7 separate regions of the Mus musculus genome follow, and all the other regions are linked to region 4. Evidence: chromatin contacts called from public ChIA-PET, Hi-C and HiChIP or PLAC-seq data. All regions are on one chromosome and are shown on one strand. The core of a region is the stretch at or near the end of the contact, and the rest is flanking DNA. Distances in the headings are between cores, read along the strand shown.

Region 1 (2,700 bases), core at 16-2,515, 290 kb after region 4:
TGGCCAGGACAGGGCTGGAGGCAATGGGGCCCGCAGGAATCCGCTGTCCCCAGACTTCTCTTTTGCCACCCTAAGTCCTGTCTGGTCTTTTGAGTCTGCTTCTTTACTTTTCTGCCCTCCAGTCACTTAAGAACGTGCCTGAAAAAGAAGCAGCCATTTTAAAGCAGTCGGAACAAGACCTTAAAATAGAATCCTACTTGGCCAAATTGGCAGCTAGTGGTAATTTTTTTTAAACATATGCTTTTTATTTCAGAAGAGTTTTCGGGTTATTGTAAAAATAGGAGAACAGGGTTTCCCATACTCAGTACCCAGTTGCATTCATGGCTAACATTCTGCACAGATGTGAAATGCTTGTCCCAGTTAATGGGCTAGCTGGCGTCATCATTTGATAAGCTTTGTTTACTCGGTACTTTATTCCGAGGTGAGTATTTTGCCTGATGTGTTTCATTCCAGGCTCCCTACCAGGACATCGGTCATACATAACCCCTTTGGCAGTTTTTGCTTGTAACAGTTTCTCAAGTTTTCCTGGTCTTTGACAACCTTTGACAGTTTTGGGGTTTGCTAGCAAGGTTCAGTGGACATTTGTCTCAAGGTTTTCTTGGTTAGACCATGAAGATGGAGTAAGGTGTTTAGGAGTAGAAAGCCACCGCAGTAAACTGTTAATCCAGGTCACATGACTTAGGGGTTTCTGTTCTCTCTTTGCTCTTTGCAGGGAAACTGTTGCCCAAGCCCTGCTCCCCTCTTGGCTGTTCTGTTTCTTTTCTTTCTGGTTTGGCACTTGAGACTCAAAAGCTCGAGAGTGACACCTGCTGGTAAAATGTAGTGCCACCAGTCTGTAGCTCCCACGAGGCAGTGTATGTGTCTCTGGAGGATCCAGATAGTCTTCTGTAGTCTCCAGTGGCTGGGCAGTGTGGTGGGCAGGGAAGTGCTTTAGAAGCAGGCAGAGACTTAAGTTTCTTCACAAGACCTTGACCCTTAGCTGAAGTAGAGAGATTTAATTCAGGGAAGTATTTCTGTTTAAATAGAGAAGTCAAATGAGGAATGAACACATCATCCTACAGAAACTGTTAGAAGTCACCTCTCAGTATCTAAGCAGCAGCTGCGTCCTCACTAGACCCGGTAGCTAATCTTGGTAGGAACGTAGATAGGGTGAAGAATTTTAAGATAGACAAGGGACCTCTGCCTGAGAACTGAGTGTCGCCTGTAAACAGAGGCGGCTGTCTCATCAGCGCAGAGGTTAAGAGCACTTGCTCTTCTTGCAGAGGACCCAGGTTCTCAACATGTGCATGGTGGCTCACAGCTGAGTATAACTCCAGTTCCAGGGATCCGGCATCCTCTGGTATCCACAGTCACTGGGCACACATAGGAAACATAGACATACATGTAGGTAGAACCCCCATACACATAAAAATATATTTTTTAAAGAAATCTGAACTAAACCTTAACAAAAATGGAGAACTAGGTAAGTGTGCGGCATAATTATTGTTTAGGTTTTGTTGTCTCCTTTAACAGAGAATTTATTTTTAAATTCTTTATTAGACTTATTTTATGCGTGTTTTGCCTGCATATATGCATGTGTACCATATGTGTGCTTGGTGTCCAAGGAGCTCACAAGAATAGATCTCTAGGAACTGCAGTTACAGATGGTTGTGAATCAGCACACGGATGCTGGAATCAAACCCATGTCCTCTGAAGGCACAAGTGCTCTTCATCACTGAGTTCTGTTTTGTTTTGTTTTGTTTTGTTTTATTTTGATACAAGGTTTCTCTGTGTAGTCCTGGCCATCCTGAACTTTCTCTGGCCTCTAACTCAGAGATTTACCTGCCTCTGCCTCCTGAGTGCTGGGATTAAAGGCATGCGCCATCACCACCTGTCTAAGACCTTATTTTTACTTTTATGTACATATGTGTGTGCCCATGGAGGTCAGAAAGGGGAGCCATATTCCTTGGGGACAGAATTCTACATAGGTGACTGTGAGCTGCCCCATGTGGGTGCTGGAAACTCAGTCTGGGCCCTCAGCAAGAGCTGAATGCACTCTTAGCCACCGAGCCTTCTCTCTGGCCCCATGATCCCTCCTTTTTAAAAAGTCCCACGGAAGCCACATCTGCACAGCCCAGTCATTTGAAATGTACGTTTCAAAGCTTTAGTGTATTCAGATTTGTAGAACAACCAACAAATCAGTGTCAGGACCTTTTAGCACCCCAGAGGGAAACCTCAAAGTCCTCGCTGTCACTGTCCTCTCTGGAGCCTGGTGGCCTCACCTCTGTCTCTCAGGTGTCGTCTTCTTTCTTACATTCAGCATGTTCCAAGGGTCACTCACAGTGGAGCACTGGCTAGGACTTCCTTCTTACCGTAAGGTGATAGTCTGTGTGTGAGCATACCACATTTTGTCTGCCCACCCTCAAATGGAATTTTGTTTGTTTTCTCCTTTGGCTCTTAGGCATAATACTGTTACAGACATTTGTGTATAAGTCTTCCTGTGGCCAAGTATTATTTATATGGATGCAGACCTAGGAGTATAATTACTAAATTATATGTTATTCTGCATGTAATCATTCGAGGTACTGCCAGCCTTTTGACATCCCCTCACATGGTGTGTGAGTTCTGGTTTCTCTACATCTTCACAAACAATGATTATTATCTGTCTTTAATTATAGCTGTCCTAGTGGGTGTGAGGTGATATCATAATGTGATTTTTTT
Region 2 (2,731 bases), core at 55-2,554, 480 kb before region 4:
AGGGCTTATTTGAGAAAATTAAGGGTGGTTTATTGGTGCCATCCACCCATTCTGCAAAACCAACGAAGTCATGTTAAGAGTGAAACGACAAATTGTATCTTATATCTCGGGTATACTAAGTTTCTAGGCTAATATCCACTTATCAGTGAGTACATATCATTTGAGTTCTTTTGTGATTGTGTTACCTCACTCAGGATGATGCCCTCCAGGTCCAACCATTTGCCTAGGAATTTCATAAATTCATTCCTTTTAATAGCTGAGTAGTACTCCATTGCGTAAATGTACCACATTTTTTGTATCCATTCCTCTGTTGAGGGCATCTGGGTTCTTTCCAGCTTCTGGCTATTATAAATAAGGCTGCTCTGAACATAGTGGAGCATGTGTCCTTCTTACCAGTTGGAACGTCTTCTGGATATATACCCAGAAGAGGTATTGCGGGATCCTCCGGGAGTACTATGTCCAATTTTTTGAGGAACGGCCAGAATGATTTCCAGAGTGGTTGTACAAGCCTGCAATCCCACCAACAATGGAGGAGTGTTCCTCTTTCTCCACATCCTCGCCAGCATCTGCTGTCACCTGAATTTTTGATCTTAGCCATTCTGACTGGTGTGAGATGGAATCTCAGGGTTGTTTTGATTTGCATTTCTCTGATGATTAAGGATGCTGAGCATTTTTTCAGGTGCTTCTCAGCCATTCGGTATTCCTCAGGTGAGAATTCTTTGTTTAGCTCTGAGCCCCATTTTTTAATGGGGTTATTTGATTTTCTGGAGTCCACCTTCTTGAGTTCTTTATATATATTGGATATTAGTCCCCTATCTGATTTAGGATAGGTAAAGATCCTTTCCCAATCTGTTGGTGGCCTTTTTGTCTTATTGACGGTGTCTTTTGCCTTACAGAAGCTTTGCAGTTTCATGAGGTCCCATTTGTCAATTCTTGATCTTACAGCACAAGCCATTGCTGTTCTATTCAGGAATTTTCCCCCTGGGGCCAAAAAGTGGGAATGGGTGGGTAGGGGAGTGGGGGGGGGAGGGTATGGGGGACTTTTGGGGTAGCATTGGAAATATAATTGAGGAAAATACGTAATAAAAATATTTAAATATTAAAAAAGAGTGAAACGGCATTGGTTTATATTCCATTTCCTTGTTACTCACAAGCTCTGAGCTTGTCACCCCAAATAAAGCCACATTTAGATATATGTGCTGCAAGGGGACATTTTATGTCACTTGGCATCCCTATACCCTTTCAGTCCCTTCAATTAAACCACCATTTTTGATGCAGCCACTAGAGGTCAGCAAATCTCCACAACCAATGCTGTTAGACAAAGGCTGTTTTCATGGGAATGGTGGCTTCCTTACACAAGTACAGTGGTAGTGTATCACATGGAGTTCTTACTCTACAGCAAGCATGTGTGCTCACAGTGTATTACTCTATTGTAGACAAATGATAAGCAGGAAATGCAAGGTGGCTAGTTATGAAAGAAGCAGAAAAAAGAGGCTTGGTAACAGGAAACTTTACTAGAGTCACTCCTGCCCACCTAAGAAACCCAAGTTAAGCAGACAAAAACAGGGTGAGTTCCTTAACATGTGTGTATACAACAGTAATCATTTCTTAGTGGAAACCGGTGAGTATCTTAAACAACAACAACAACCCATATTAAATATTAAATAAAAGGCAAGACATTCCTCGTCCCCTAGCCAGGAAAACTAACCAGAACATTTTTCAAGGATCTAACACTGATTTCCGAACAGTTGTTATTTAGAACTTTTGGGGAAAATGACTACAAACTAAATCTCGACAAATACACGAAGAAGTCAGGGGAAAAACCAAGAGACAGATGGCATATGTCACAGGTATATAAGAGCTGATTAGGTGACATTAACACAATAGACAAAACCGTAGACAACCCAGAATTCAACTGGAGTGGGTCAGAACTTAGCATTTAATAGAAGCATCATCTCTAATAGTGGGAAGGACTCTTAGCTAAATGATACTGGAACAAATACCAAAGTGCTTAAACATTAAAAAATGTCCCTAGTCCTAAACATAAAAAAACCTGAAATACAATTACATAATATATTTAAAAATTAGTAGGGTGCCATGGCACACACTTAAAAATCCCAATACCCAGGAGTCAGGTAGATTTCTGTGAGTTTAAAGTCAGCCTGCTCTACAAAGTGAGTTCTAGATCAGTAATGGCTACATAGAGAGACCCTGTCTCAAAACAAACAAATCCTTAAACAATGGAAAAGTTATATAATAAAAGAACATTTTGTAATTAAAAACAAAAGAAACCATAAAAAAAAAAAAGAACATTTTTCTAAGCACAAATTCAGTGCTAGAATCAATAAAGGAAAACATCAGCAGAACTAATCAGAATAAAGTTAAATGCATTTGGAATTATTGGTGTGTTTACATATTTTTAGATGCCAGTAGAAAATAAAATCACTTTACAAAAGAAAATATATAAATAGCCAATACACACTAATAGCTTTTAAGGATGTAAAACATACATTTTCCTCATCACACTGGTTTATGTGTACCCAGTGACAACAAGGCTGGCACGAATAAGTTATTTTTACACTATGCCAGCAGTGCTAAAGCTAAGAACAAAATCAGTGAAATATTTATATCTCCAAGATTAACCTCAGTGAAATAACTAGAAATGCTCTGCCCAGTGTAGAAGAGACCCTCCTACTGGATGCCTGCAGAAGACAGCTTCTTGCTGCTGCTT
Region 3 (2,762 bases), core at 216-2,715, 410 kb before region 4:
ACTCGGGAGGCAGAGGCAAGCGGATTTCTGAGTTTGAGGCCAGCCTGGTCTACAGAGTGAGTTCCAGGACAGCCAGAGCTATACAGAGAAACCCTGTCTCGAAAAACCAATAAATAAATAAATAAATAAATAAATAAATAAATAAATAAATAAAATGGGTTACTTTCTTTCTAACCAACCAACCTTCCTTCCTTCCTTTCTTTCTTTCTTTCTTTCTTTCTTTCTTTCTTCCTTCCTTCCTTCCTTCCTCCCTCCCTCCCTCCCTTTCTTCCTTCCTTCCTTCCTCCCTTTCTTTCTTTTACTCCATATTCCATTCCCTGCCCCCATCTATCCTCCAACTGCTCCACATCCCATACCTCCTTCCCACCCCACTGTCTCCACGTGGATACCCCCACACTCCCACCAAACCTGACCTCTAAACTCCCTGGGGCCTCCAATCTCTTGAGGGTTAGGTGCATCATCTCTGAATGAACACAGACTCTGCAGTCCTCTACTGTATATGTGTTGGGGGCCTCATATCAGCTGGTGTATGCTGTCTGTTTGGTGGTCCAGTGTTTGAGAGATCTCGGGGGTCCAGATTAATTGAGCCTGTTGGTCCTCCTACAGGATCTCCCTTCTTCACAGCTTCTTTCAGCCTTCCCTAATTCAACCACTGGGGTCAGCTGTTTCTGTCCATTGGTTGGGTGCAAATATTTTTATCTGACTCTTTCATCTGCTTGTTGGGTGTTTCGGAGGACAGTCATGATAGATCCCGTTTTGTGAGCACTCTGTAGCCTCAGTAATAGTGTCAGGCCTTGGGACCTCCCCTTGAGCTGGCTCTCAGTTTGGGCCTGTTGCTGGACCTTCTTTTCCTCAGGCTCCTTTCCATTTCAACCCCTTGTAATTCTTTCAGACAGAAACAATTATGGGTCAGAGATGTGCCTGTGGAATGGCAACCCCATCCCTCACATGATGAAAAAAAGATTAGATAATGTTTTTTTTATCTTAGTTAGGATTTTACTGCTGTGAACAGACACCATGACCAATGCAAGTCTTATAAAGGACATTTAATTGGGGCTGGTTCAGAGGTTCAGTCCATTATAATCAAGGAGTACACATGGCAGCATCCAGGCAGGCATGGTGCAGGAGGAGCTAAGAGTTCTACATCTACATCTGAAGGCTGCTAGCAGAATACTGACTTCCTGGAAGCTAGGGTAAGCTTCTTAAGCACATGCCCACAGTGACACACCTACTCCAACAAGGTCACACCCCAGGGCCAAGCATATACAAACCATCATGCCCCACTCCCTGGTCCCCATAGGCTTGTCCAAACACATGAGTCTATGGGGGCCATACCTAAACATACCATAATGCAAAATACATTTAGTCAATTTCCAAAGTCCCGATAGTCTACTGCAGTCTCAACAATATTAAAAGCCCAAAGTTCAAGATCTCTTCTGAGATTCATCTAAGCACTTAACTGTCATCCCCAAAGCAAGACAGGAAACCAGCTAGACAAAGTTCAAACTCTGCATCTGATCTCAAAGTAGTCCTCAGATCTCCAACTCCTTTTCGTCTTTGTTGACTGCAACAAACTTCTTTCTGCTGGGCTGGTTCCACTCCCTTATAGCAGCTTTTCTCAGCAGATGGCCCATGGTTCTGGCATCTCCAACATCTTGGGGTCTCCAAGGTACCTTCAATGTTATAGCTTCTTGTTTCAATGACCGGGATCCACACATGATCTTCTGGGCTCCTTCAAAGGGTTGTCATCACTTCCCTACCTTTGTCTTCTATAGTACTCTAAGCTCAGGTTGATCCACTCCACTGCTGCTGCTGTTCTTGGTGATCATCCCATGGTACTGGCATCTACAATGCACTGGAGTCTTCTGCTGCAGCTAGGCTTAACAGTAGCCTCTCATAGGCTCTCTTCATGGTGCCAAGCCTCTGTTCCTTTGCATGACCCCTCCAGTCCTGGGCCATCAACAACAACTGAGGCTTCCATGGCCTCTCACAGTGCCGAGCCTCAGCTGCTCTTCATAATCCCTTCATGTCTTCAAAGCCAGTACCACCTGGGTGACTCTCACACATTACCAAGTCCTGCTGCAGCATGAGGTACAACCTTGGCTATCTCTAGAACACAAGCTAGCTGCTTTGTGCTCTCAGAAAACACTTCCCAGAAGATTTTACCTCCATGATGCTGGTCTTTTCTTAATCACCCCTAATTTCTGAGCTCCAGCTAACTAGCATCAATTTTCCCAGTAGTCTCCTTTTCCTCTTGACTATAAAGTCAGAGCCAAATGACCAAAGCTGCTGAGTTCTGCTGAGGCTGGAACTTGGGCCCCTTGTTCTATTACATTATCACCAGCTTTCTGTTTTCCAACTCCTTCACTGCCTAAGCTTGGCTATCCTGGAACTTGTTCCATAAACTGAATTTGAGCTCAGAGATCTGCACTAAACACTGGGATTAAAGGTGTGGTCCACCAAGCCTATATTTAAATTTTTCTTTAAGGAGAATTTACTCTGTTCTCTGCTGGCCTTGAACTCAGAGATCTGCTTGTCTTTACATCCTGGGATTAAAGGCTTGTTCTACCATGCCTGGAACTAAATTTAGCTGGGTGGGATCTTGCCCCAAGGTCACTACAACTCCTTAATTCAACTTAATATCTTTAAACACAAGAGCCAGCTCCATTTCACTTCCTGGTGCTCCTTTAATACTCGAACCATATATTTTATATTTTTCCTTTCTCAGCTTGCTAAACTTATTTAAAAGGTTACACCTCGTA
Region 4 (2,715 bases), core at 91-2,590:
ATGAGGGTCTTTATTTAAGCTCGAGCTTGGGCCACCAACCTTCCTGACAGAACAGGAAAGAGTGAACCCCCAGGCCTAAGTAAAGGGGGTTTATAAAGAAAAAAACCCGCAAGCGGGTTTTTGTGTTGGCAATATAGGAGAGGGTAAAGGAATGCTGTCCTTTAAACCTGATAACATTTGTTCAGACAGCAGGGCAGAACCGTGTAGCTGAAAAGGTACCTTTCTGACCTGGGAAGAGTAACTTGTGCTATCAGAACCGCTTCTGATATGTTTACAACCGGCCACAGCTGTCTGGGAACGTTTGTCTCTTTTTCATAGTCTAAGAGTGGGCTATTATCATTTCAAGGGTATTGGCTTCGGTTTCCTTCAACAGCAAGGAGCCATCTGCACTGTGAGAAATGTTGGTTGTTAATCAAAAGGGGTCGAGTTTAAGTGACGTGGAGGCTAGGGTATGCTGCTTTTCTTTTGTTCTCAAGGCTGGCATTTGCCTTTCCCCACCCCCCGCGGGGGTGGGGGTATCGTCAGGGAGAGGGAGGGAGTAATAACTGCTCTAGCTGCGCAGGGTCAGGAGAGTGTAGGATTTGATGTGCAGGTTTCTCTTGTCTGAGCACTGGCTGCTCTTCCAAAAGATCCAGCAAGTTTGACAATTAGGAGAGTATATACCTACCTGTCTTAAGTTGTTTTCTGAACTAAGCTTTAGATAACAACCTCGTTAGCATCTTTTTCTCCCGCTACAAAATACAAAACAATTTCATTTCCTGGGTAGCTCAGTTAGGTATAACTCCAAGAACGAAACTGAATCCCAGACTCGACCTCATTCCGGCATTCATTCCAGGACTGAGGATTCCTTCTCCAACCTTGATTTCTGTGGCCCGGATCATACGATGAACGCTTGCGGGAGACCTTTGCAAAGATCTCTTCCAGAAACTCCTGTCTCCAGACACTGGAGGTCAGGCTAAATTTAGATTCAGTGGCAGCGAAAATGAGAGTGACCGGCTTCTGCAAAAAGCATTTTTCAGATGTCTACAAGTGTTCTTCGGAGAGAGCGCCTTGGCTCGGGGACAGACAGGGGAAAACGACGCCCAGCACCCTCAAGTCAGTCCCCGGAGCGCCCCTCAATCCGCCATCTGGCTGGCTGGGAGCCGTCGATGCGCCGAACCTAGGCTGAGGAGGAAAAGCCTACGTAGTAATGATGCTCTAGACACGCCAGTGGCCCACAGGAGAAACTGATTGTCACCTACAGACTCGGGAAAGGGGCGGGGCGGAGGTGTACTCCAAAGCGCCTGCGCAGAGCGTTGGTTTCCTGGGTGTCGTTTGTAGAACTGCGGGAAGAACCGCCCAGTGCCCGGTGTGCGCAGGCGCACACCGTCTTGTAAGCTCTCGGTCTTGTAGGATCTCGGTCTTGTAGGAGGGCCGGTCCCCGAGCGGGTCTCGGGGCGGGGCCCGGGGCGCGGCTAAATGCGGAGAGAAAGTTCGCCTGTCACTCACAGCTCGCTGCTGTTCCACTGCCACCAAGTTCTCTGAACTGCGAAGGTCATGCTGCCCAACACTGGGTAAGAGGACGGGGGTGGGATGGGGTCAGGGGCCAGTCGGCAGGTCGCCGGCGCAACCCAGAGCCGCGCGCTCTGGAACACCGGTTCGCGGAAAGATAGAGTCGCTGGGACCTGCGCATGCACGAGAACCCAAAGTTCTGTACTACTGAGACTCAAAAGTTGTACACTGCAAGGGGCAGTGGTGTCAGATACTCCACGGGGAAAGGTCGCGAGCGTAGGTGTCCCCGACGACCCGTTGTAGCCCCATCTCGCCTTTAGCTTGGCCTGGTGACAATGTTGCTTTCATCTTCTAGGCGAAAGGTCGCTTGAGACAGTGACTTCAGATTTTCTGTTTGTATGCTTGATTGTAGAATAATAGAAGAATGGTGTTTTGAAAATGGTTTTCAAGTTAGTAGCGAGTTAAAATGTTACAATACGAACATTTCTGGTAAGGGGTTTATTTATTTATTTTACTTAAAAATGAAGTATATTTATCCCAGCCTAGCCAGGTGCGGTGGCGCCTGCTTTTAATGCCAGCACTCAGAAGCAGGGTCAGAAGATCTATTGATTCGAGGCTGTTCTGGTCTACATAGTGAGTGTGCTAGGCTCACTCTGTCAGCAAACGCTACAGAGTTAGAACCTTGTCTACACCCCCTCCCCCAAGCCCACTTATATAGAGACACAATTGTGCAGCCAGTCACCAGGACTTTACAAAATCAAAACAAATACCCATTAAACAATGTTCTTCCCGATTCTTCTTGCCCTTGGTTCCTGCTGAACTCAGGTAGGTCCACTATGTTCTATAAAGTTTATCTTAAGCAGAGTGACAAGTTAAGCCCATTCTGTAATTAGTTTGACACATATAGACAGCTAAAAGACTTAAATAGTTCAAAAGGGTATAAGTCTCTTTAAAACTCCAGTTTCTTTCTGTTTGTATTTTTTGTACTTATCAACATATTTTGTATACCTTACAGGGATACCTTCTTTTTAGAAAATAGTAGCAAACTCCATTTTGGGCTTGCTGTTTTTACCTGACATGTCTTGGCACATACTTAGGTTTCCAGTACACACAGCTTGTCTTTGTCCTCTTGTTTTGTTTGTTGTTGTTGTTTTGAGACAAGGTTTGTCTGTGCCCTAGCTATCCTGGAACTCTCTCTGTAGACCAGGCTGGTCTTGAACTCAG
Region 5 (2,700 bases), core at 110-2,609, 510 kb before region 4:
ACTCTGACCCCACCCCCAAAAAATTATTGTATTTTTACTTATCTGTGTGTGTGTGTGTGTGTGTGTGTTGGGGGTAACGTCCCGTGAGTGCAGGTGCTGTGGAGGTCAGAGGCAACAATCCCATGGAGCAGCAGCTCAGCCTGGGTGCTGGGAACTGAGCTGGGGCCCACTGCAAGAGCATATCTACTCTTAAGCACTGAGCCATCTCTCCAGCCCCAGAATTAACTTTAAAAGCAAGTCTCATCTTCTCAATGGCTCCCTATCCCTGTGCAGTAAATGCTAAACTATTTTGTGTAACAATAGCTAGTTCTTACTTTTTAAGGCAGAGTTCCAAACATGCACTAAGGGTCTAAAATGTATATGGCAAAATGTCAAATCTCACATTAAAAACCAGTGCATAATAATGATTATACATTTAAATCTGTATAAGGGCATCAGAACTCAGCAATTCAGACCTGGAACAAACAGCATAATCAGAATATATGTAGCTCCATTCTGTGCTGAATGCGGCTCAGTGATAGACTGCTTATTTGATAGTAAAATATTAAGAGGTCTTGAATTTGATCCCTAGTGCTGAAATATGTATCATATACACTATTTATGTATATATTCCATTAATAGCTATGACAAAATGTATATTGATCAGTGTAATAGGAGAGAAGGCTACATTATTTTTCAAGAAGTGATACCTTTTTCAGAACATTAAGTTATTTCAGATGAAATATTCAACAAGAAGAAAACAAGAAATAAAAATTTCTCCACCAACCTAATGCAGTATCCAAGTTGCATGTTAAAAGGACGTCTCTAATTGTTATCAGGAGATGTAAGAGAGCAGCATGCCTGAATGTCATCTTTCTGTCATCATTTTTATCTATATAAACAAAAAGATAGTTAATAAATACATTAGAGTTTTAGAATATGTATCAGATCTGATTAACAGTGACAGCTAATGTCTGTTAGCAAGTGCTTACGATTGCTAGGCTGTGTATAAGCAGGTTAGCTCATGGACTCTATAATCCTCTCAGGATGACTGTAATCCTCATTTACAGATGAGGGGTCAGGCTCAGTGAGGATAAGTGATGCTCAAGATAGCCCTAAACGCTGCCAAGGAACTGCAGGGTGCATCCCCTAGTGGTAAAGACATTATGTTTATTCTTTTTGGGAAAAAAAAAGAAGCCACTCTAACTAAGAAGAAAATTAACTTCGTAACTTGTCTGTTAGAGACTTGTGAATGAAGGAATACTTTGAAATGCAGATAAACATCTGAAAGTGTTAGCTCAAAGATAAACTCGAAAGGCAGGAGCCAATTGCCTCCTGGACGTGTGCTACACACTTCCTGGAGATGAATGCTTGGATTCCTCTGCATGTGAAAGCATGAGGTGAGGCGTGGGGGGCATGCATGTGCCACCCATATGTGTAAGGTCAGGAGACAACCTGCAAGATTCTGTCCCCTTCCTCCATGTGGGTTCTAGGAATCAACTCAGGTCATCAGCCTTGGTAGCAAGTGCCTTTATCTGCAAAGCCATCTTGCTGGTACTATTTTACTTTATTTTATTTTATTTTATTTTATTTTATTTTATTTTATTTTATTTTTCTTGCTGTTGTTTTGTTGCAGTGTCTCACTATGTGGCTCTGGATGGCCTCAAATTCCTGAGTTATATGATTCAAAGCATGAACCATCATGTCCAGCAAAGATTTATTTATCTTTTATTTAAGTGTGTGAATGTGTCTGTATAAGTTCATGTATACCATGTGCAGGAAGAGGCCAAAAGAAGGTTAAAGATCACCTAGAAACTAAAGTTACAGGCACTATGAACCATCATGCGATAACTAAATCTAGGTCCTTGGTAAGAAAAGCAAACACTCTTTAAAAAACTGAGCTATCTCTCCAGCCCACCTATATTATCTTTTAAAGAATATGTAAATTTGTTACTATATGTGTAATTTAATGAATTTAGAAAATTAACTTTACTAATAAACTAGGTCCAGATAACATATAATAAGCACAGTGCACTGTGTCTCTTGCACTGGTTCAACAATAAGCACAAGGCAGAGTACATGGACCACTACCTAGAACTTAAAGTGAAGGGTAGCAGCAGGCAGACTGGCCAAGGGGGTAAGATTTCAAAATGTCATTCGACAAATGGTAAGTACCCTATTCTTTTCTATTAGTATGTCCTGGCCTATGCTGTAGGTGACTACAAACCCCAAAGGGCATGCCACAACAAGGACAGAAATAACTCTAAGAGAAGGCCTCAATCCATGGTCTGAGCAGTAGGGAAAGGGCTCATATGGGTAAGAAAGCGTAGAAAGCCACTGTCTGGTTTTAAAACCTTTTTTCTGTTCTTTCCTTCCCCAGAACCACAATGTTAGAGGTCAGCAATGGCAGCAGTAATTCCTGGATAGGACTCTCTGTTAAGGTGCCTGAAACCCCTCTGCTTATGCAGAAAACGTTTTAACAAGCCTAGCAACTTCTGATAATTCCTGCACCTTTGACTTAGGTTTGTTTCAGTAGATTATTCTCACTATGGGTTGCAGTTCCTGTATCTTTTTTTTTTGTTTGTTTGTTTTGGTTTTTCGAGACAGGGTTTCTCTGTATAGCTCTGGCTGTCCTGGAACTCACTTTGTAGACCAGGCTGGCCTCGAACTCAGAAATCCGCCTGCCTCTGCCTCCCTGAGTGCTGGGATTAAAGGCGTGCG
Region 6 (2,895 bases), core at 209-2,708, 290 kb before region 4:
CCATGCCCTTTATCAGCAGATCTGCGGCCCACTGACACCCACTTCAGGACCCTGACTAGGACTGTGTCTCCATTGGTTTCACCTCCTGGCAGTGAACTTGAATATTCATCATTTTTCATTTTACCCCCTGATAAGGAGTGGAGACATCTTGGGCATGGGAGGGACCAAGCTAAACGCTACTCCAAGTTCCTAAGTAAGTGTGTGCTCTTGCTAGCTTTCCTCTCAGCTAGAACGTATTACAGAACCAAAGGAACCAGGCCAACGTGGAGCTCATTAGCCAGCCATCAGCAGCAAATAACAGCCACCCCAGACGCAGAGGGTAACACGGTTAGTGACTTAATCCACGGCTTTAATGAAAGGCTTTACAGACTTTCCAGGAAGGAAAACACCCTCCAACAGACACCACTGGGACAGTCTGCTGCCAGGAGAAAAACTCAGTCCTACTTGACACACATAGTGCACATAGTCACATCACAAATAAGGTTTCTGTTTTCCTGGTTTTTGAGACAAGGTCTCCCTACGTAGACCGACTGACCGGGAACTCACTACAGAGACGAGGCTGGCCTCAGACTCACAGAGCACTCTCACAAACCCGCCTGCCTCTACCTACCCACTGCTTTGATTGGAGGCCTTTGTCAGTCCATCCTGGCATACAAATAAAATTAAGGAGAATAATTCCATGCCTTTCTGACCAAAGGCAGCGAAGATCCAGACAGGAATCCCAGCGTCATCTGGGAGAACTGGTTATAATTTGTTGCAGTCCCCACATGCAGTACTAAAAGTGCAAACAAGACTGGGCCCAAAGCACTTAGTGACGTGCAGTGCCAGCATCCAGGAACTCTGGCTCCTGGACCTGTGCCAGCTCTGGGGGTTTGCTGTGGCTCACAAGCTAAGGCGATTTTTTTTTTTTTAGATTTTATTTATTTATTATATGTAAGTACACCGTAGCTGTCTTCAGATCTCATTATGGGTGGTTGTGAGCCACCATGTGGTTGCTGGGATTTGGACTCAGGACCTCTGGAAGAGCAGTCAGTGCTCTTACCCGCTGAGCCATCTCACCAGCCCCACTAAGGTGATTTTTATATTACTAAATGGTTGGGAAAGCAGATTAGAAGAATCCTATCCAATGGCCTGTGACGATCACGTGAAGCATTTCAGAGTCTACAAAGGAGTGATGGAGACTTTACCTGTTCACATAGGTCTTACCTGTGGCTGCTTCAGGGTAACATACAAAGGTAAAGACTTACAGCATAGACCTCCATGGTCTTTGAAGTCTGAAATATGTACAGCCTGCTTCTTTCCAGAAAACCTTTAGCTACTCAGAGAACCCATGAGATTAAGTTAGTCCAGGCTGTTGCTGGAGGGAAATTAACCTGAAGAGAGCTCAGGCTCTCCCACTGTTGGAAACCAAGCACTACCTCCTTCTGAAGCTGACACAGTCTCGTTCAAGGGTGCCCACCACAGCCTCCTGGGTAAGTTCAAGTTGCCTTTGAAGATCCTGGCCACTGTAACTTCGATCTGTCCTAGAATAAGGTTGGGGATTCCCATGAAACTGAAGTGCAAGGTGGGGACCACAGAGAAGGAAGTGAGGGGGGCTAGAAGGAAGTGGGGGGCTTGAGAGAGCAGATAAGGGGCTTTCTCAGGACCATGTTTTGCATATATAAAGATAGCCCAAGGCCTTAAAGGAAACAGACTGAGGAAACTGTATTTCTGCTCTGTGGTAATAGATGGGTTACTTCTTAGGACATATCTGACTGTCTGACTAAAGGCCAACACATAGAGAAACTGTGAGCAGAAAGTTCTAGGGAAAGAGACCCTCCCCCCAACTGATCTGTCATTTTGTTGAGCTGTGTGGGAAGGATCTCAAAAGTTCATTGGTTCTTCTCATGAATGGCGAAGTAGAAGAAGGAAGTGGAGGAAGATGGGAGGAAGAGGAGGAAGACAGAAGGAAGAGGAGGAAGACAGGAGGAAGAAGAGGAGACAGAAGGAAGAGGAGGAAGACAGGAGGAAGAGGAGGAAGACAGAAGGAAGAGGAGGAAGACAGGAGGAAGAGGAAGAAGACAGAAGGAAGAAGAGGAAGACAGAAGGAAGAGGAGGAAGACAGAAGGAAGAGGAGGAAGACAGGAGGAAGTCAGGAGGAAGACAGGAGGAAGAGGAGGAAGACAGGAGGAAGAGGAGGAAGACAGAAGGAAGAGGAGGAAGACAGGAGGAAGAGGAAGAAGACAGAAGGAAGAAGAGGAAGACAGAAGGAAGAGGAGGAAGACAGGAGGAAGAGGAGGAAGACAGGAGGAAGAGGAAGAAGACAGAAGGAAGAGGAGGAAGACAGAAGGAGAGGAGGAAGACAGAAGGAAGAGGAGGAAGACAGGAGGAAGACAGGAGGAAGAGGAGGAAGACAGAAGGAAGAGGAGGAAGACAGGAGGAAGACAGGAGGAAGAGGAGCAAGACAGGAGGAAGAGGAGGAAGACAGAAGGAAGAGGAGGAAGACAGGAGGAAGACAGGAGGAAGAGGAGGAAGACAGGAGGAAGAGGAGGAAGACAGGAGGAAGAGGAGGAAGACAGGAGGAAGAGGAAGAAGACAGAAGGAAGAAGAGGAAGGCAGAAGGAGGAGGAGGAAGACAGGAGGAAGAGGAGGAAGACAGGAGGAAGAGGAGGAAGACAGGAGGAAGAGGAGGAAGACAGAAGGAAGAGGAGGAGGAGGGGAAAGAGACAATCGAAACAGCAGATAGCAAGAATATTGATTATTTGATCCTGATGCTATCCAGTAGACATCCTCATTCTTTCTTCAGATGAAGCAGGGGTTACAGCTGTGCATGGCCATGCCTGGATTTTAGGTGGGTGCCAGGGACCCATACTTGCTCAGTAATGACTAAATCCACTGAGCCAATGCCCAGACCCA
Region 7 (2,790 bases), core at 278-2,777, 330 kb before region 4:
GTCAGAGCCACTGCTAGGAGACCAAGAGCATGCCAACAAAGCCTTGAACTGTAAACACTGAGGTGACACAGAAAACATGATAAGAATATGTGGGAATTTCTGCTCTAGGGGAGCGGACGGATAAAGGACTCCCTGCCTCGAAGCCTACACAGCCTGAGATAAGAATGAGCCCAGGTTGGCCCCAGCCAGCTATGTAGGAAGGGCAGGCACTGCCCCGGACTCTGGCTTCAGTCATGTGATTTGTCAGACTGGCTTCTGCTTAGCTTGCCCAACAACTCCTCTGCTTTCATGTCATAAAAGCACAGCGCTTGTTAACTCTAAGTTCTTCTGGGCTCCATAGGTAGGTTTTTATTAGAGACTAAAACTTGAAGGAAGAAAATGATTCTGCGAAGTAGAGGCTGGGACTTCCATTCTCTGAGTCTTGGTCCCTTGCTCTAAAAGGTGGGGAGATCTAGATTTTTTTCTTCCCTCATGAGAGCACCTCATAACTCTTCCATCAGAGCAGCCAAGGTATGTTGTTCCCTGTGTCTGCCCAGCAGGACCATGAGCTCAGCACCAGACCATGCCATGTCCTAGGTCCTCTGTTCAGGGGCGTGTACACAAGTGCTCAAAAATACATCAATTAGGGAGATTGATGGCTCAGTGGTTAGGAGCATTGGTTGTTCTTCCAGAAGGCCCGGGTTCAGTTCCCAGCATCCACATGGCATCTCACAACTGTCTATAACTTCAGTGCTTGGGGATCCAACACCCTCACACAGACATACATGAAGCCAAAACACCAAAGCACATAAAATTAGGAAAAATAAATTATGGCCAGGCAGTGGTGGCGCACGCCTTTAATCCCAGCACTCAGGAGGCAGAGGCAGGCGGATTTCTGAGTTCCAGGCCAGCCTGGTCTACAGAGTGAGTTCCAGGACAGTCAGGGCTACACAGAGAAACCTTGTCTCGAAAAACAAAAACAAAAACAAAACAAAAAAGAATATAAATAAATAAATAAATAATATTAAAAATGCATCTATCAAATGAGAGTAGGAAAAAAAGAAAAGAGGAAGGAAGGAAGGAGAGGAGAAGAGGGAGGGAAGGAGGAAAGATATCCCAGAAGGCTCTGGGGGCTTACATACTTGCATAATGGCTGTTAGGTGTCCTGTTTCTCAAAACTAGGAGAGAAGAATTGAGTGCACTAAAGCCTCAGTGATCGTGGCTTTTAAAAGACTTCTAAAGGCTCCAGGTTGGAGGTGGAAAGTTCCACCCCGAGTAAAATACCAACATCCACGTTGAGAAAACTCCATCCCTCACATGGTCTCATGCCCTATCTCATTCTCATTTTAGAGATTTGGACTTGCTTAAATACTCCTCCCAGGTCTCTGCAGGGTCGACTCTCTCTCTCACTATTTATGTTTCTGTTCTAACCTTGCTTTTTCCAGAAAAGCATTCTCTGTTTTGGTTTTGCTAACTTTAGGTCTGCTTCCTTCCTCCTCGTGATCATCATAGAATAGCCATGTAGAACGAAAGCAAAACTCACGTGACTCTGTCATCGCTTCTCCCCCAAACCCTGAGTGTGACTCAGCCTGTGAATTGTCCCAGTGTCCAATCAGGCTTCAAGAGGAGGCAGTAGTTTTGGAGTCTAACTTTTCTCATTGGCATAAAAGATGCTAAATGGTGGCTTCCCTAAAGTCTCAAAGTCTCGTGTGTGTGTGTGTGTGTGTGTAAGAATGTTTTAATACCATAAGTTTCACTTATCTTAGTTCTCAATTGAGTGGTTTTACACAATTGTACATACAACACCACAACCTACTTTAAAAGTATCTCCATCTGAGACTGTATGAGCCAGAGGCCCAGCAAGCTTACTACTACTAGATATCGTCTTCCTGAGATGACAAAAAGCTGCATTGATAAAATCTCAACAATATGGCTACCTACACAAGACGTGCATAACCACAATGCCCATTGGTTGACATGCCAATGTAGATGGGAGTGGGGAGGCTTGGACTTTTACAAGGCCCTTCCCCTAGATGAAGAGCTACAGTTATCAGTGGCTGCTGAGATGGTAGAATCTGTTTTTCTCCAGGGATGAGACTCTGATATGTTGTCCAGTGGTCAACCCCAATCACAGTGCCTATGAACAACACTAATTAGACTCAGGAGGTTATATATGTGACAGTAATTGTTGTAGAAGATTATGGGCTGGAGAGATGGCTCAGCGGTTAAGAGCACTGGCTGTTCTTTCCAGAAGTCCTGAGTTCAATTCCCAGTGACTACATGGTGGCTTACAACCATCTGTAATGGGATCTGATGCCTTCTGTCATGCAGGCATACATGCATATAGAGCACTCATATGTATAAATAAATAAATAAATAAATAAATAAATAAATAAATAAATAAATCTATTTTTAAAAGATTGGTTATGCTTTTGAGAGGGGGCTCATGGCCATGGAGGAGTTGCATGGAGGAGGGGTAAGAGTGGAAGTGATGTAATCACAGCAGTCATATACTCTAGAACAATGTTTAAGTTAGAGAAAACATTTTTATATTCCCAATAAGATCGTTCACACTCATTTATAGTTAGTTCCTATTTCTCCTTTCAACTCTAGACAATCACAAATCTACTTTCTGTCTCTGTACATTGACTTGTTCTGGGTATATTTTACCAGTGGAACCATTAAACATGTGAGGATTTTGGGTCCAGATTCTTTTGTCTATAATGTTGTTGAGGTTCATCCAGGCAGAACCATGTACAGTATTTTGTTTCTTTCTATCACTGAATAATATTCCAGATATATGGTTTTTAA

The links. A called contact is a pair of places that touch in the nucleus more often than the background predicts. ChIA-PET counts read pairs in DNA pulled down with a chosen protein or histone mark. HiChIP or PLAC-seq counts read pairs in DNA pulled down with a chosen protein or histone mark.
Region 1: a contact with region 4 is called in an H3K4me3 HiChIP or PLAC-seq map of bone marrow-derived macrophages, with 4 times the contacts expected there. The contact joins the enhancer-like site here to the promoter of Hsdl2 in region 4. A contact is called at or near these places in 10 of 39 promoter capture datasets (the 3T3-L1 cell line, 3T3-L1-derived adipocytes, the C10 cell line and 5 more), 2 of 15 datasets of contacts at CTCF or cohesin (both in the NIH/3T3 cell line), 8 of 484 Hi-C or Micro-C datasets (B cells, the G1E-ER4 cell line, the N1E-115 cell line and 5 more), 14 of 115 datasets of contacts at active chromatin or transcription factors (the 230-238 cell line, the SCID.adh cell line, acute myeloid leukemia and 11 more) and 2 of 9 other capture datasets (adipose tissue and macrophages).
Region 2: a Hi-C map of the G1E-ER4 cell line shows a contact between it and region 4, with 4 times the contacts expected there. The contact joins the enhancer-like site here to the promoter of Hsdl2 in region 4. A contact is called at or near these places in 21 of 39 promoter capture datasets (the 3T3-L1 cell line, 3T3-L1-derived adipocytes, the C10 cell line and 14 more), 1 of 15 datasets of contacts at CTCF or cohesin (the NIH/3T3 cell line), 72 of 484 Hi-C or Micro-C datasets (the AtT-20 cell line, B cells, the C2C12 cell line and 51 more), 33 of 115 datasets of contacts at active chromatin or transcription factors (the 230-238 cell line, PVALB interneurons, the SCID.adh cell line and 25 more) and 4 of 9 other capture datasets (adipose tissue, liver, macrophages and 1 more).
Region 3: a contact with region 4 is called in an H3K27ac HiChIP or PLAC-seq map of double positive thymocytes, with 6 read pairs. The contact joins the enhancer-like site here to the promoter of Hsdl2 in region 4. A contact is called at or near these places in 11 of 39 promoter capture datasets (the C10 cell line, the HPC-7 cell line, HPC-7-derived erythroid cells and 8 more), 1 of 15 datasets of contacts at CTCF or cohesin (the NIH/3T3 cell line), 11 of 115 datasets of contacts at active chromatin or transcription factors (the 230-238 cell line, bone marrow-derived macrophages, double positive thymocytes and 6 more) and 1 of 9 other capture datasets (macrophages).
Region 5: an H3K4me3 HiChIP or PLAC-seq map of the SCID.adh cell line shows a contact between it and region 4, with 8 read pairs. The contact joins the enhancer-like site here to the promoter of Hsdl2 in region 4. A contact is called at or near these places in 14 of 39 promoter capture datasets (the 3T3-L1 cell line, the C10 cell line, the HPC-7 cell line and 9 more), 3 of 484 Hi-C or Micro-C datasets (bone marrow-derived macrophages, cortical neurons and embryonic stem cells), 20 of 115 datasets of contacts at active chromatin or transcription factors (the 230-238 cell line, the SCID.adh cell line, T-cell acute lymphoblastic leukemia and 14 more) and 3 of 9 other capture datasets (adipose tissue, liver and macrophages).
Region 6: a contact with region 4 is called in a BATF HiChIP or PLAC-seq map of CD8 T cells, with 7 read pairs. The contact joins the enhancer-like site here to the promoter of Hsdl2 in region 4. A contact is called at or near these places in 3 of 39 promoter capture datasets (the HPC-7 cell line, HPC-7-derived erythroid cells and trophoblast stem cells), 1 of 15 datasets of contacts at CTCF or cohesin (the NIH/3T3 cell line), 8 of 115 datasets of contacts at active chromatin or transcription factors (the 230-238 cell line, CD8 T cells, bone marrow-derived macrophages and 4 more) and 2 of 9 other capture datasets (liver and macrophages).
Region 7: a contact with region 4 is called in an RNA polymerase II ChIA-PET map of memory CD8 T cells, with 97 read pairs. The contact joins the enhancer-like site here to the promoter of Hsdl2 in region 4. A contact is called at or near these places in 6 of 39 promoter capture datasets (HPC-7-derived erythroid cells, fetal liver, hippocampal neurons and 3 more), 9 of 484 Hi-C or Micro-C datasets (B cells, the Ba/F3 cell line, the G1E-ER4 cell line and 5 more), 16 of 115 datasets of contacts at active chromatin or transcription factors (the 230-238 cell line, acute myeloid leukemia, bone marrow-derived macrophages and 10 more) and 3 of 9 other capture datasets (adipose tissue, liver and macrophages).

Annotation. Positions count from the first base shown.
Region 1 is chr4:59,870,291-59,872,990 of GRCm38.p6, forward strand. All of the region lies in intron 3 of Snx30 (sorting nexin family member 30), which reads left to right. Among named protein-coding and RNA genes, the nearest start is that of Slc46a2, 43 kb to the right of the region's middle. Within about 2 kb of position 1,266, at least 62 of the 459 cell types and tissues checked have an H3K27ac peak or open chromatin away from gene starts, as enhancers often do. A contact at or near this core is called in 3T3-L1-derived adipocytes, the SCID.adh cell line, adipose tissue and 5 more, where this site is marked.
Region 2 is chr4:59,095,272-59,098,002 of GRCm38.p6, forward strand. The region is part of intron 5 of Shoc1 (shortage in chiasmata 1); the gene reads right to left. Among named protein-coding and RNA genes, the nearest start is that of Gm35527, 21 kb to the right of the region's middle. Within about 2 kb of position 1,305, at least 8 of the 459 cell types and tissues checked have an H3K27ac peak or open chromatin away from gene starts, as enhancers often do. A contact at or near this core is called in CD8 T cells, the G1E-ER4 cell line, the HPC-7 cell line and 2 more, where this site is marked.
Region 3 is chr4:59,166,151-59,168,912 of GRCm38.p6, forward strand. No RefSeq gene overlaps it. Among named protein-coding and RNA genes, the nearest start is that of Ugcg, 22 kb to the right of the region's middle. Within about 2 kb of position 1,466, at least 20 of the 459 cell types and tissues checked have an H3K27ac peak or open chromatin away from gene starts, as enhancers often do. A contact at or near this core is called in double positive thymocytes and memory CD8 T cells, where this site is marked.
Region 4 is chr4:59,580,223-59,582,937 of GRCm38.p6, forward strand. Hsdl2 (hydroxysteroid dehydrogenase like 2) reads left to right here and starts at 1,341. Exons shown (of 11, transcript NM_024255.3): 1 at 1,341-1,553. The coding sequence starts at 1,537.
Region 5 is chr4:59,068,447-59,071,146 of GRCm38.p6, forward strand. It overlaps Shoc1 (shortage in chiasmata 1), which reads right to left. Exons shown (of 28, transcript NM_001370843.1): 16 at 767-871. Among named protein-coding and RNA genes, the nearest start is that of Gng10, 35 kb to the left of the region's middle. Within about 2 kb of position 1,360, at least 1 of the 459 cell types and tissues checked has an H3K27ac peak or open chromatin away from gene starts, as enhancers often do. A contact at or near this core is called in the SCID.adh cell line, where this site is marked.
Region 6 is chr4:59,285,698-59,288,592 of GRCm38.p6, forward strand. No RefSeq gene overlaps it. Among named protein-coding and RNA genes, the nearest start is that of Gm35578, 5.4 kb to the left of the region's middle. Within about 2 kb of position 1,459, at least 27 of the 459 cell types and tissues checked have an H3K27ac peak or open chromatin away from gene starts, as enhancers often do. A contact at or near this core is called in CD8 T cells and memory CD8 T cells, where this site is marked.
Region 7 is chr4:59,253,099-59,255,888 of GRCm38.p6, forward strand. No RefSeq gene overlaps it. Among named protein-coding and RNA genes, the nearest start is that of Gm12596, 5.6 kb to the right of the region's middle. Within about 2 kb of position 1,528, at least 110 of the 459 cell types and tissues checked have an H3K27ac peak or open chromatin away from gene starts, as enhancers often do. A contact at or near this core is called in the 230-238 cell line, B cells, Th2 cells and 13 more, where this site is marked.